2 separate regions of the Canis lupus genome follow, and region 1 is linked to region 2. Evidence: chromatin contacts called from public Hi-C data. All regions are on one chromosome and are shown on one strand. The core of a region is the stretch at or near the end of the contact, and the rest is flanking DNA. Distances in the headings are between cores, read along the strand shown. Region 1 has its middle 38 kb from the start of CCL2. Region 2 holds the start of CCL1 (C-C motif chemokine ligand 1).

The links. Hi-C and Micro-C count contacts between places; a contact is called where the count stands out from the background.
Region 1: a Hi-C map of skin fibroblasts shows a contact between it and region 2, with 4 times the contacts expected there. The contact joins the enhancer-like site here to the promoter of CCL1 in region 2. A contact is called at or near these places in 4 of 9 Hi-C or Micro-C datasets (amygdala, blood and skin fibroblasts).

Annotation. Positions count from the first base shown.
Region 1 is chr9:39,012,808-39,019,420 of UU_Cfam_GSD_1.0, reverse strand. No RefSeq gene overlaps it. Among named protein-coding and RNA genes, the nearest start is that of CCL2, 38 kb to the right of the region's middle. Within about 2 kb of position 4,695, at least 4 of the 20 cell types and tissues checked have an H3K27ac peak or open chromatin away from gene starts, as enhancers often do.
Region 2 is chr9:38,899,647-38,906,431 of UU_Cfam_GSD_1.0, reverse strand. It overlaps CCL1 (C-C motif chemokine ligand 1), which reads right to left and starts at 4,025. Exons shown (of 3, transcript NM_001005252.1): 1 at 3,950-4,025; 2 at 2,619-2,730; 3 at 1,370-1,466. The coding sequence starts at 4,025. The coding sequence ends at 1,370.

The DNA.
Region 1 (6,613 bases), core at 3,446-5,945, 110 kb before region 2:
AGGCAGACCTGGCCCGGTAGAGGGTGGGGAGGGGGCGACAGAGGACAAGGGAAAAGCAGACCCGCGCTGAGCCAGGAGCCTGAGGTTGGCCCAGGGCCCTGGGATCCGGACCCACTGCGCCTCACAAAGGTGCCCTTGTCAGTTTCTTATAAAGTTAAACTTGCATCTACCCCGATGACCCATCAATTCCACTTCTAGAAATTTACCCAAGATAAGTAAAAACATTAGTCCACACAAAAGACCTGTTCAGAAATGTTCCTGCAATCTTATGCACCATAGCATGTATGAAATTGGAAACCCAAATGTCTATCAACAAGAGAGGGGATAAACTATTTTTATATTTCTACATTTGAGCGCCATTTAACAATAAAAAGAAACAAACTACTGATATATATAAAAGCATGGATGAATCTCAAAACACTTTGTGGTGCCAAAGAAGGCGGACACAAAAGAATACACATTGCTCAATGCCACTTACATAAAGTCCTGGAGGAGCCAAACCTGAACTCTGGTAAGAGAAACCAGATCAGAGATTGCCTGGGGTAGAAGGAACAAATCCAAAATAGAGAGATTTGCCCCCCTATAGAGCAAACCGAGACTTAAATACAATTTCAACCCATCCCAGCAAGGTGACCATTTAACCTGCAATCTGAAATTTCCTCGCCTGCACTTAATGGAATAAGTAATCTGCAGGAATCTGCATAAAAATCTGGTGAAGCAACCTGCGTACAAAATCTAAAAAGCTACATGATCTACACAGCTGCATAATTTACACGAAGTCTACATAGTATCTACATAATCTACATGAAAAACCTAATAATCCACATTAAACAAAAACCCTGCCTTTCCCTTCTCCCCAAAACGTGTAGCAATCTTTTCTTTTCTCTTGCTAATAAACTCTTGCCCCACCCTCCTCCCTGTAAAGGGAGGGAAATTTTCATTTTGTACAACTCCAAGCGTCTCTCTACCTGCGAGGCGGGATGCTGCGTAACGAAGCCAATTGGATCTTCGCATTTACTCACACTACCAAGGGCCAGGAGGAAACTTTCTGGGGTAGTGCTAATGTTCTGTATTTTGACTGGGGCTTTGGATCCATGGGCATAGACGTTTGTCACAGTTCATCAAGATGTACGTTTAAAAGCCATCCGTTGTATTGTTTGTGAATAGATTGCACACCAGTAAATTTGACTTAAAAAAAGTAATAATAAAGTTTCCCAGGTACTTCTTAGGTGGACTGAAGGGTGAGCACCACCCCTCTCTGCCAGATGGCTTCCGTCTCCTTTACCTTTTCCCGGCAGTTCGTGCAAGTTGCTGTGTAGCAAACACGGAGAGAATGAAAGAAGGGGGGGCGGCCGAGGCCTATCGCTGCAGGTGTGGGGAGGAGCAGGGCCCAGGCAGAGCCCAAGCCCACGGGTTCCGCGGCCCGTTACACACCCCTTCCGCCACACGGTGGCACCAGAGAGCAGGAGACGTGCCATTCCTAATCCATCCAGCAGATGGCAGCAGGCCCACGTCAACCTCTAAAGACCCCAAGTTGCATTTTTCCTGCATCTTTTGCCTCCTGGGCATCTCCCAGGTGTCTCCGGCAGGCAGAAAAGGGAGACTTGCCGGAGAGAGGATGGGAGCACACTCGTGAGCCCCACGTATGCCCCACGTATGTCCACGTTACCTCCTACCTCAACCTTGCATCAGGGACGCCAGTTTCTTCATCCTGCAGACGCGCAAACAGGTGCCCAGAAGGGGACACTGCGTGCCTCAGCACCGAGCTAGGAGTCGCAGACACGGATTCGAGCCTGTGTTTTCCCTCCAGCGAACACAGTCCAAACCTGTAGGCCACAGGGATGGACGCAGCGTCCAACAAGAGTAGCTGAGAGCTGAGCGCTCTTGGAAGCAACGTGCCATTAATTCATTGAATCTGCGCCACCAGGAGAGGCAGGGATTGTTTCTATTTCCCTTTTAAAGCAGGTAGTGAAACTGAGGCACCGAGAGAGACGAGCTTGCAAAGGCTACCCCCTTACTAAAAGTGGGGGCCAGTGTTGGAACCTCAGACCCTTGACTAGTGGACTACTCACTACTTGGCTGTTATGTCAAGCCCTGTGGGATGTGGAGGAGGCTGCTGGCTGCAGAGGGAGCATCCATCCTGCTCCTTCCCAAAGCCCAGGGCTGGCTAAGAATGGCTTCTCCCTCCACCAAGTTCCATAGGGACCCAGGGGGCAATCAGGGGCTCACTGCTGTCTCTGCCTGTGTCCTCAGCCCTTAGGAGCCTTCCAAGACCCATGGCTGTCCATCTGTCCAGCCAGCAGCCAGTTGCCCACCAAGAGCTCTTATGTTGGAGGTAAGATCATTTGCAAGTACAGGAAAATAGAAAACCACAGAGACAGAATTCTGTGGGTGACTAATCAGCTCGTGGGTGGCAGAGAATTTTTGCTTAGTCAGGCAGGACTTCGGGGGGAGGGGGAAGTTCTTGCATTTGACCCTCTAGGGTGCGGAAGGCTTGAGGAGATGGAGGAAGGGCCATGTACAGTCTTGGCACGAGTGAGGAACTTTGAAGAGAATAGAGAGGCTGGTCAGATTGGTTGGAGGGTCCCATGGGGAATGGTTGGAAATAAGGCTGGACTGTTAGGGACAGATCCTGGAGGGTCCTGAGAGCCCAGAAGAGGGCCTTTCACTGGATTTGATAAAATGATGTTTATGATGGCTCAGAGCCCCTCTAGGTGTGTGGGAGGGCATGGCAAGATAAAGTCGCCTCTCAGGAAGGTTCGTGGGGGCCAGCCAAACAGAATTGAGTGCGGTTGAAGAGCCCGCAGGGGAGGGAGGCTGGTCACGTCGCATATGGGGCAGGCATCATAGATTAAGACATCTAACCCTCATCAGAAGCTGGAAGATCTGTGCCACAATCTCTGTTTTATAGACCAAAACGAGGCATATGTGTTTAAGGAAGCTTCCCAAGGTTACCCTGTCTAAGCCCAATAGAGCTGGGGTTTAAACTCACATAGACTGGGGCCCCTGGGTGGTTCAGTTGATTAAGCCTCTGCCTTCAGCCCAGGTCATGATCTCAGGGTCCTGGGATTGAGCCCTGCATTGGGCTCCACACTCAGTAGGGAGCCTGCTTCTTCCTCTCCCTCCTGCTCATTCTCTCTCTCTCTCTCTCAAATAACTTTTTAAAATCTTTAAAAAAAAAAACTCATATAGACTGACACCAAAGTGCACGTTCTAACCACTCTGCTATGTTGCCTTCACATCAGTGATGCAGCACGATCCAGGCTGGCCGAGTGGGAGGGATCATTCACCTCATCTGGGATATCTAGCTAGGCTAAGACGATAGGGCTGATGCACTTTTTCTGCAAAGATGCCCCAGGGCTCAAGATTCTCAATGTCCCCAAACTAATAGTTGGAGATACATACACAGAATTTTAGAAGTGTGGAGAGCTGAGGACCATACTTGGCTTAGGAACATAGAGGCTGTAGTAGAAACAGGTACTTGGTGGTGTCTATTCTTCTTTGAGGCTGATGGAAGTCAGGGCGGCCCTCAGGGGACAGAAGCTTTCAGAGGATGCACCAGTACTGTCCGTACTAGCTGTCCCTATCACCTGTCCCCAGAAAGGAGGAGATGATCCCCCTCCTGCCACACCTGAAGTCCAGGTACACCTGAAGTCCCAGGGGTAGGGTGGGAAGGAAGTACTTCTCGAAGTACATGGGAACTTCTCCCTCCAGCTCTTTGGATACATCTGGAGATGGGAACTACAGATTGAATTTGTTCATCTAATCATGCCAAGCCCCAAAGGTATTTCTGCAAAAGCAAACAGAGTCCTGTCTGGAGCTACAACAGCCATGGCATCCAGCCGGCAGGCAGCAAGCATCCCGTGGGATGTGCCAGTGTTGTTATGCGTGTTGGAACCACTGTGGGAAGAGATGGGAGTCTGTAGGGGGGAGAGGAAGGGCAATATCAGGTCCCCACGGGAGGAGACCGGAATAAAGCCAGCAGCAAAGAGGCATTTGTAGCTCATGGGAACTGGGAGTGGGGGGGGGGAGGGGAAGGGCCACACATACCATTTCGTACTCTAGCTTTCAGAATTCCAGATGGCCTCTGAAATTTCAGAAGGCTCCAGCACCTATCAGTGCTGTGTTCACCAGCCCCCTGAGGTTATTACCTTTGTTTGACTCTGACCCCATCCCAACACAGATGACAGAAGTATCACCACTTCCCAGGGTTAGGATTCCCAAGATGTGACTTTCTTCGAGGGGCTTTTTCACTTTTCCGTTTGAAATGCTGCTCTGCGCTTTTCCCTCCATCACTCCCCCCCCCCCCCCCCCCCGCCCCCTGCCCTGGCATGCCCCACTCCACAGCCTCTTAGGTGTGCTGTCACTTGCTTTGCGTAGGGGTCAGGAGGCTCCATACAGGACAGAAGGCAGCTGCACGATATATATCAGGGCTCATTCCCGGGCCAGTCTCAGTCTGGACCCCACCTGCCCCCACATTGTGGGCTTTATCCTCTGAACTTAGTCCCTTCCTCCGTGTCTCCTTTGTTCCTTTCCTTGGGTCCCTCCCCTGGTCCTTACTCCCACCAACGGAAACCAAAAATGCCTCTCTAGTAAAAGTCATCTCCAGCAAGCAAGTTCCCTTTCCACTCTGTTACATCAAGAAATGAGGTCTTTGTTTCCAACCCTTCCCTTCCTGATGAGGACGGGATGTCTGGGACGCTGAACAGCAGGGCCCTCAGAGTGTTTTCCCAACGGAACGGCAGGCTTACTTCCTCAGCCGTCAGTGAGGGAAGGTTGCCAGTTTTTCCGTGACACTATTTTTCTTTTGGGTCACTACACACACATTTTCAAAGACACAGACCCCACTACTCTTCTAGTGTTGTTTGGCCCCTCATCATACCTCCTGTACCACTTCTGGACAGTGCCACGAGGGGTCCTGGCAGAGGAGGCAGAGAGGCAGAAGAAGAAAGACACAAAGGGGATTGAATGCAGACACTCAGGGGCGAGGTGGGAGCTTGGTTCTGGGACTGGTCCAGGCTCCTCACACCTCTGGGTGCAGTGCCTCTAGACATGCTGGCTGAGGGGTGGACAATCCACAGGAGCTTTGAGCGATTTGGTTTGAGTGATTTCCAGCTCTGATGATCTGAGATTTGCCTGTAAATCATGAAAGTGAGTCTGAGGCCAAAGAGATATCAGGCTTTCTGGAAATTGAAATTATGAACTTGACGTCTCAGTCCAAAAAGCTGATGTCACCTGGCAAAGACTCTCAGAGGCAAGCAGTCCAGATTGACCTCTTACAGAGTAGAGTGGAAGAAGAAAGAAAGAAAGAAAGAAAGAAAGAAAGAAAGAAAGAAAGAAAGAAAGAAAGAAAGAAAGAAAGAAAGAAAGAAAGAAAGAAGGAAGGAAGGAAGGAAGGAAGGAAAGAAAAAGGAGGAAGGAAAGGAAGGAGGGAAATAAACACTCACTGAACATCACTTATGTGTCAGGTAATATTCAAGGATCTACATACATTGTCTCATTTTTTTAATTGAGAAATAATTCATACTATAAATATTCACTCTTACTCAGTGGTTTTAGTGTATTTTCAGAGTTGTGCAACCATCACCACTATTTGATTCTGGAAACTTCATTTTTATCACTCCCAAAAACAACTCCATATCCATTAGCATCCTCTGTCCCTGTCCCCAGCCCCTGGAAACTGCTACTCTACTTTGTCTGTACTGATTCACCTCTTTTGGACATTCCCCACAGAATATGTGGCATTTTGCAATAGATGTCTTTCACTTGGGATCCCTGGGTGGCGCAGCGATTTGGCACCTGCCTTTGGCCCAGGGCGCGATCCTGGAGACCCGGGATCGAATCCCATGTTAGGCTCCCGGTGCATGGAGCTTGCTTCTCCCTCTGCCTGTGTCTCCGCCTCTCTCTCTCTCTCTCTCTCTCTCTCTCTCTCTCTCTCTGACTATCATAAATAAATAAAAATAAAAAAAAAGATGTCTTTCACTTAGTGGAATGTTTTCCCAGATTCATCCATGTTGTGGCATATGTTGCTACTTTCTTCCTTTTTATGGCTGAGTAATATCCCATTGAATGGATGTGCCACATTTTATTTATCCCTTTAGCAGCTGATGAACATTTGGGTTATTTCTACCTTTTTGGTTGTTATGTGTTATGTCACTAGGAACCTTCATGTTTTTGTATGGACATATGTTTTCAATTTTCTTTGGTAGCTACCCAGAATAATTGCAGGGTCATATGGTAACTCAATATCTGACTTTTTTTGAGAAACTGCCAAACTGTTTTCTCTTGTGGTTGCACCATGTTAGAGTCCCATCAACATGTATGAGGGTTCCTGGGATCCCTGGGTGGCGCAGCGGTTTGGCGCCTGCCTTTGGCCCAGGGCGCGATCCTGGAGACCCGGGATCAAATCCCACATCGGGCTCCCGGTGCATGGAGCCTGCTTCTCCCTCTGCCTGTGTCTCTGCCTCACTCTCTCTCTCTCTCTCTGTGTGACTATCATAAATAAATAATAAAAAAAAAATGTATGAGGGTTCCAATTTTTCCATTTTCTCACCAACACTTGGAATTGCCCCCCCCCCCTTTTTTTTATTATTGCCATCCTTGTGTATATCGA
Region 2 (6,785 bases), core at 2,776-5,275:
AAGGAAGGTGGAGGGAGGTGGTGGTGATAGAGGAAGTGGAATATCAATGTGCAGAGTTTGGAGTCAGTTCCGAAGGCAGGAGGGAGGGACCGTCGGAGGGTGGAGGGCGGCGGCATGCCAGGCAGAGTGGCTTCTGGCCGTGGGCAGGATGGAGCTGGCAAGGGAGAGCTGGGAGCAGTGAGCTGCCCTCCAAAGGCCCCAGCAAGAGGGAAGAGCAGGAAGCAGGGCAGTCGTCGGGGCAGAAGGGAGGAGGCAGTTTCAGAAGAATGGACCAGATCTGTGACCGGTGCAATGCTGGGGAAATGGGAGAAGCCTATCTTACTTAGCACAGGACATGAGAACTTCTCCCCTAAAGCCACTGAGCTGGCCTTCAAAAAGGTGCCAATCCTGAGACCCGGAAGCCACTTCCCTCCCTTGCTGTTCTCTCTGAGCGCCCAGGTACACAAGTCTGAGCTTGAGATTACCCCTTTCATGGGGATGGGACCTCCACTTCCCAGACGTTGGCTTTCCCCGAGACTGTCTCCCACCTCCAGGTGAGCTGTGCTGGCATCTCTGTAAGACCTAAGATCTACTCAGGCCTGGACATCCCCAGCCACCCCCCAGAGGAGGTCCTGCTAACCAATTCTGCAGGATCTGCCCTGAAGGACAGAGGGTTCCCCTACTGCGCCGTGTCAGGCAGTCACTTGGCAACTCGGGACACAGGAGAGAGTTCTGGCCTGGGAGGCAGGAGCCCTGGGCTCCAATACCCAATCTGACACTGACTTGCTCTGTATCCTGAGGCCTGTCTCTGTCCCTCTCCACCAGTCCACCTCATCTCTAAGATGGGACCAGCAACATTTTACGGGCAAATGACCTCACTAGATCCCCTCCATCTAGGGCAGCTGTGACCTTTGGGACTCCAACCCGGGGTTCCCGCTTCCTGCTTCACCATGCCTTCCCCTGCTGCCAAGGGAAGCAAAGAATCTACATCATGACCCTGATTCAATGTCCCCTGCCCGTCCCAAAGACAAAGTCAGTCAGCTGAGACGTGTATGCCATTTATTGGCTCTTGTTGTTCTTTTGGCAACAGTTCCAACTTGTCTTTCCCCAACCCCAACCCCCCAGCCCCCTACTCCAGCTTCTCAATGCCAATCAAGTTTGTACCCTGAAATCCTGTGGGATCCAAGAAGCCCAGGGAGGCAGGAATGGAAGTTTATAGCATTTAAATATATAAAGTGCAACAACATAGCTTATCAGGACTAAGCAGACCTTCCATGACCTGGCAAAGCTGGGTGGAAGGACGGGCATGGGCTGAGGGGGGGGGGCTTGGGGGGGGCAGTTGAAGCCACACCATCTTCAGAGTCCAGGGTGGAAAGAAATCCTCTTGCGTTCACATCAGCAGGCATGGTTTCATAGTTTTAAAATAATCCTTAATCCATTGGGCTGTCTGTAAGACGCATGTCTCTCTACCTTTCTTCATCTTGAGTCTGTGGACAAAGAACAAAGTAGGAGCTGAGTCATGTGATTTGTCCCCCTGGGTGCCACACACAAGTCCCATCTCCCCCACCTCGCTGCTGGATAGCCCCCTAACTGCTCACTCTGGGCCTGTAAAGTGACTTTGTTGCAGAAGACCTGCAGCTGGCACGCTGGAAGGAACACCCAAGCTTCAAGAAGAGCTTGGTGAATTGAGTTTCTCCCTTTTCTGGAGAGTGTGACTCATTGTATTAGGGTAGGGTAAAGCCTGCAGACACTCTGAGGATTAGCTAGTATGGAAATTCCCCCTAGAATATCTCTGAGGGGGCTTGACCCATCTTTTCATGTGTCTGTGTCCATCTGGAACCCTCCGTCATTGCTTTAGATTCATTGTCAGTGTGTGTGTGTGTGTGTGTGTGTGTGTGTGTGTGTGTGTGTATTTATTTTCTGAACTCCTCACCTCTTCAACTTGGCTTCTGTCCAACCAAACTATAAACCAATTCTAACTTTAATTATCCAGGTGACCTCAGACAAATCTGCCTACTTCCCTGAACTTCAGTGTTCATGATAATGAAAATGTGTGCCCCAGGAGGGTTAGCCAAGATAATATACGCGAATGCTTTATAGATACTGAGTCGTGATGGTAAGCCACCTCGGTCTAATTTTGTAATGCCCCCGTGATGCAGCCATCATCATCTTCACTCCACTCCACGGATAAGGATTGCAGAGGAGTACTCAGATAACCCAGGTGCAAAAGAATTACCTGCCCGAGGTCACCCAAGACTATAGGTTGGCACATCCGGAAGCAGGAACTAATTGTGAGCCCCCTTACTCTTCCCACTACACAGTAATTCCTAGATGTTTTAAGCAATTCCTTCTGGGCATGAAATATTAGGATATAATACTTGGCGCCTTGGGGTTCCAAGAAACACAGGTCACTGCAGGAGCATGGGGGGGCACCCTTCCCGCACCTGCTAAGCAGCGCTGCGCTCACCCCAGAGTCCATGCGGGGCTCTGCACCCGGATTTTGGGGCCTCTGCGCGGGTTTAGAAACCTGAACCTGGGGGAGCATCGCCATCTAGCGTCTGCCGTTGTAAGTCCAGGCGGGCTGGCTCCTGCGCTCTGGAGGAGGGGGCTCAGGAATTGACCAGGGTAGGGACACTCACATTAGACCCCTCCGGGAGCAGGTGGAGCTGGTGTGTTTGTAACACCGGATTCTCTGCGGGGCGATCCTCTTCTCTGAAAAGTTGAAGCAACAGTTGGAGGACGACACGTGCACTAGAAGAGAAACACAGAAATGGTTTGCATCTGTTTCTTAACCTGGACTTCGTTCCTCTCATCCAACTGGCTGAAAAAAGAAAAAAGAAAAAAGAAAAAAAAAAAAAAACCCTCTCTGGGACAGTCTCCGGGGCATGGAGACCGCATCCAGCCCAGTCACCTAGTTCTGTATGTGGGCGGAGGGTTGGAATTCTGGGGCTCAGCTCCCCACAAACCAGCCGTGTGGCCTTGATCAAGGTGAGCCCTCACCTGGGCCCCAGACCTCCCATCTGTCAAACAGGACCTTTTATTTCTAAAGGGGCTTCCAGTTCTGACATCCCACCACGAGTGCACGGTTTTGGTCCAATATTTGGGTTCAAGGGCTCTGGACCCCACACTCTGGGGGCCCAGTGAGTCTGGTGTGTGCAGGACAATGGTGGTCTGTGGCTTTGGGGCAGGATTAGGAACTAATCCTTGGAGTAATTGGAACTAATCAAGGAGTTCCAATTGATGGAATGACAGGGAAAGAGCCTCCAGAACTCAAAGGCTTTCCACCCTCTGTCTAGAATGCCCTCTACCGAGGCCCACAGCTCTGTCTGGGTTCCGGTGCCCTCCCTGCCGGTTTGCACACTCTCTCCTACAACCCACCCCCAAGTGATTCGAATGCCAATCCTGGTTCCTTCCTCCTAGTTTTGTTTTTTTCCTTCCTCTTAGTTTTACTGTTGACACAACATCTTTCACGTGCCTGGAATTAGGTCAGTCTTCTCTCGAAAGCCCTGAGGTCAGGCACTATCCACCCCATTTTATCGACAGAGAATGCACAGTTTGAGAGCTAAAGTGACTTGTCCAAGTCACTGGCCCAACACTTGCCCCACAGTGACTAGCCCAGTCCTGACTTCAGGCTCTACCTCTTATCTGTTACCAGGAGGAGACAGCACCCAGCCCCCTCCTCTGTACCTCAGGTCTCCCAGTTTGGCCTCAAGAGCTTCAGAGCTCCCTGGATGAGGCAGGGCCTCCATTTGCTGCAGCTAGCAGCTCAGCCACTGTGCTTGCCCAGACACCTTCTCCCCCATCCCCACCCCAGCCAAGTTGTCCATTCACCCTCCTTAGGAGGACTTCTTCCCAGAGGAGGCGAGACACAGGCATTGAGTTCAGGGAGAGCCCTGCCCGCAAGCCCAGAGTGCCTGCCTGGGTTTCTGCCCTCCCCACAGAGGAGCAAGGTGACTCCAGCCACACTCACTGCTCCTGCCGTCCACATCATGCAGCCACATTCCAGCCAGCAGCAGGCACGCCAGGGCCACGGTGATAAGCTTCATTCTGTGCAGTCTAGCTCAGACCTCCTTGCCGTGGTCTCGATGTGTCTGGTGAAGCGAAGAGCTTGTCCCTGGCCCATCTTGAAGTGCCCGGAGCTTTTATTAGAAGACTTGAGTGGGGTTTCCCAGACCCTGGTGCAGAGGTGGGGGAGTCACAGGGAGGAGAGATAATTACGCCAAATGACCACATGGAACACTCCTTCCCCCATCTTTCCTGGGTGGTGTGAGAGGGATGAGGAAACTTCCCCCGAGTGCAGTAGCAGATAAAAATCTTGAGAGAATGAGTAGGAGTTGTCCCGGTTGAGTGGGAAGAGGAGATAGGTGAGGGAAAGAAAGTTGCCTGTGGCTCCTCTGACCCCACCCATTTCCGTCCTAGGCTGGAGCTGCTGGCCCTGAACATGATGGAGAGGAGGACCAGGGCTGAGGCACACCTGTGCTCTATCCCAGGTCTGCAGATCAGCGGTTGCACAAACTCATGTAGCCCCAGTCACATAGACTGCAAGACGGAAATAGTGACGCATGTCCCAAAGAGACACCACGATGGAAGTTAAATGAGAGCCACTAGGTCAATTGCCCAGCCCAGATCATTGCTCTTGCTATTTTTTCAATCACTCTACTTCTCAACAGCTTGCTCTGCTCTGGATCCTCAGGGAGCCCCAGGAAAGACAGCTGCCATTACGAGGCAGTGCCCAATCTCGAGCCGCTGCCCTTCAATTCACAGGTTAACTAGTAAAAGCTGCACAGTGTAAGGTCAGCAGTGGATGTGCCATCTGGAGGGGACTGGGGAGGACCAGGAGCTGCCCAGGACCATCTGAGAGGTCTCCTGGGGGAATGCTCTTCAAGCAGAGCCTTCTGCAGAAGGGCTGAGGTGGGAAGGACATGCCACCAGAGTTAGGGGCTTGTATATGGGCAGGGAGGCATGGAAGGAGCATGCTCATTCAGAGATGCCAGAGGAGTAAAGAAAGTGAATTGGGTGGGGAAATGGTGGGAAAGAGGATGTGGCTGTACAGCTACGGAGCGGCCGTGTCATGAGGACATTGTGAGTAGTGCTTGGCATGGAGAACATCGTAGTAGGTGCTCCAGCAAAGGTAGCTGGGCCGAACCTGTGTATTAGAATCGTCAGGCATTATAAACCATAGAGGTTGACAAGACTGATCTACTTTGGTCATGCACTCTCCAGCTCAAAGGTCTGCATGGCTCCCCATTGTCAACTGGATGAAGCACAGGGTGCGCACCTGGACTTTCACGGCTCCTCGTGCTAGGTCTCCAAATTTGAATATTTGCAATTCCCTGAACATGCCACAAGCTTTCCTACCGTTAGGATTTTGTTCCCGCTGTGACCTCCACCTGCAAGGTCCTCCTTACTGTCTCCCTCTGTGGGCTTTCTATCCTTTTCAAATACCACCGTCCCCCTTTAGAGACTTCTGCTGTCCCCAGCAAATGAGCACTCAGACTCTTTCAAAGCCCCCTGTGACCTAGATGTCCCACCAGAAAATCTTATATCCCTGCTGCCTCCCCCAGCCCAGCCCAGTGTATTCTCCAAACTAACACCTGGGCAGGAGAGAGTCCCGGCATATCAGAGTTGAATGGGTCCTCAAAGACCATAAGCAGCGCAGGCTTTTAAAGCTTCCTGGGAGAGCGTTTGAAAAAATGCTAATGCCTTAGCCCCATTTCAGAATCAGAATCAAAACTTATGTGCCTATACATGTTGAGGGGGAAAAAAAAACTCCAGGAAATTCAGGCACCAGAAGAATCACGTATCCAGTACGGTCTCTACATGTTACAGATGGGAAAAGAGGAGTCTCGGGAGGAAGAAATGGACTTACTCAAGGTTGTACTGAGAATTTGTCACGGAGATGGGATGGACAGTAGACTCTGAGACCATCTGATCATCTGAGCTCTGTGCGTAGCCACCTCTGAGAACACACCTCCAGCAAGGACCACAGCTATCGGCTGCTCTGCTTGTGTTCCCATTGATCCCACCAGCTGCTGCCTGCCACCCAAAAAGTACCTGAAGTCCTAGAAATCACTGATCCACTGTTGCTGCTCTGTTAGTCTCTTTGTCCTTGCAGACTGATGCTTCTGTATTCCTTTACTGTCATTTTAGCAGGCTGGGGGGAGAAGGGAGGTAACAGTACTGACTGTAACCATGTAGCCCTAGGGGCGCCTGGGTGGCTCAGTGGTTGACTGTCTGTCTGCCTTTGGCTTAGGTCATAATCCTGAGGTCCTGGGGTCGAGTCCCGCGTCGGGCTCCCTGCATGGAGCCTACTTGTCCCTCTGCCTCTCTCTGCGTGTCTCTCATGAATAAATAAATAAAATCTTTTTTAAAAAAATGTAGCCCTAGGGCTTTCAGACTCACTTGGGACGTGGAGAGAAGCAACATGGCCACTCAGAAAATTCCTCATTCTTGCCTTCCTCCCAGGCATGCTGCCTGGCCCACTCATGAAGGGGTCAGGGTGCTGCCCCTCCAGAAACTTACTTTTCCTCCTCCTTCTCACTGTGTCCACCACAAGCCCAGGATGGGAAAAGAGGAACAGAAAGATTTAGTCATTCTCTCACCTTCCCCTCAGAACTGGGTGGATCCAACTGGAGGATATGATGACCTAGATGCCTGGAGCTCCACATGGGCATCGCCCATATTCCAACTTGACATCTTCTGCTGTAGGCCTGCATGAAGGCGAGTGCCAAGTAATAACTCGATAAAACATGCTGGCACTTGGGATGCCTGGGTGGCTCAGTAGTTGAGCATCTGCCTTCAGCTCA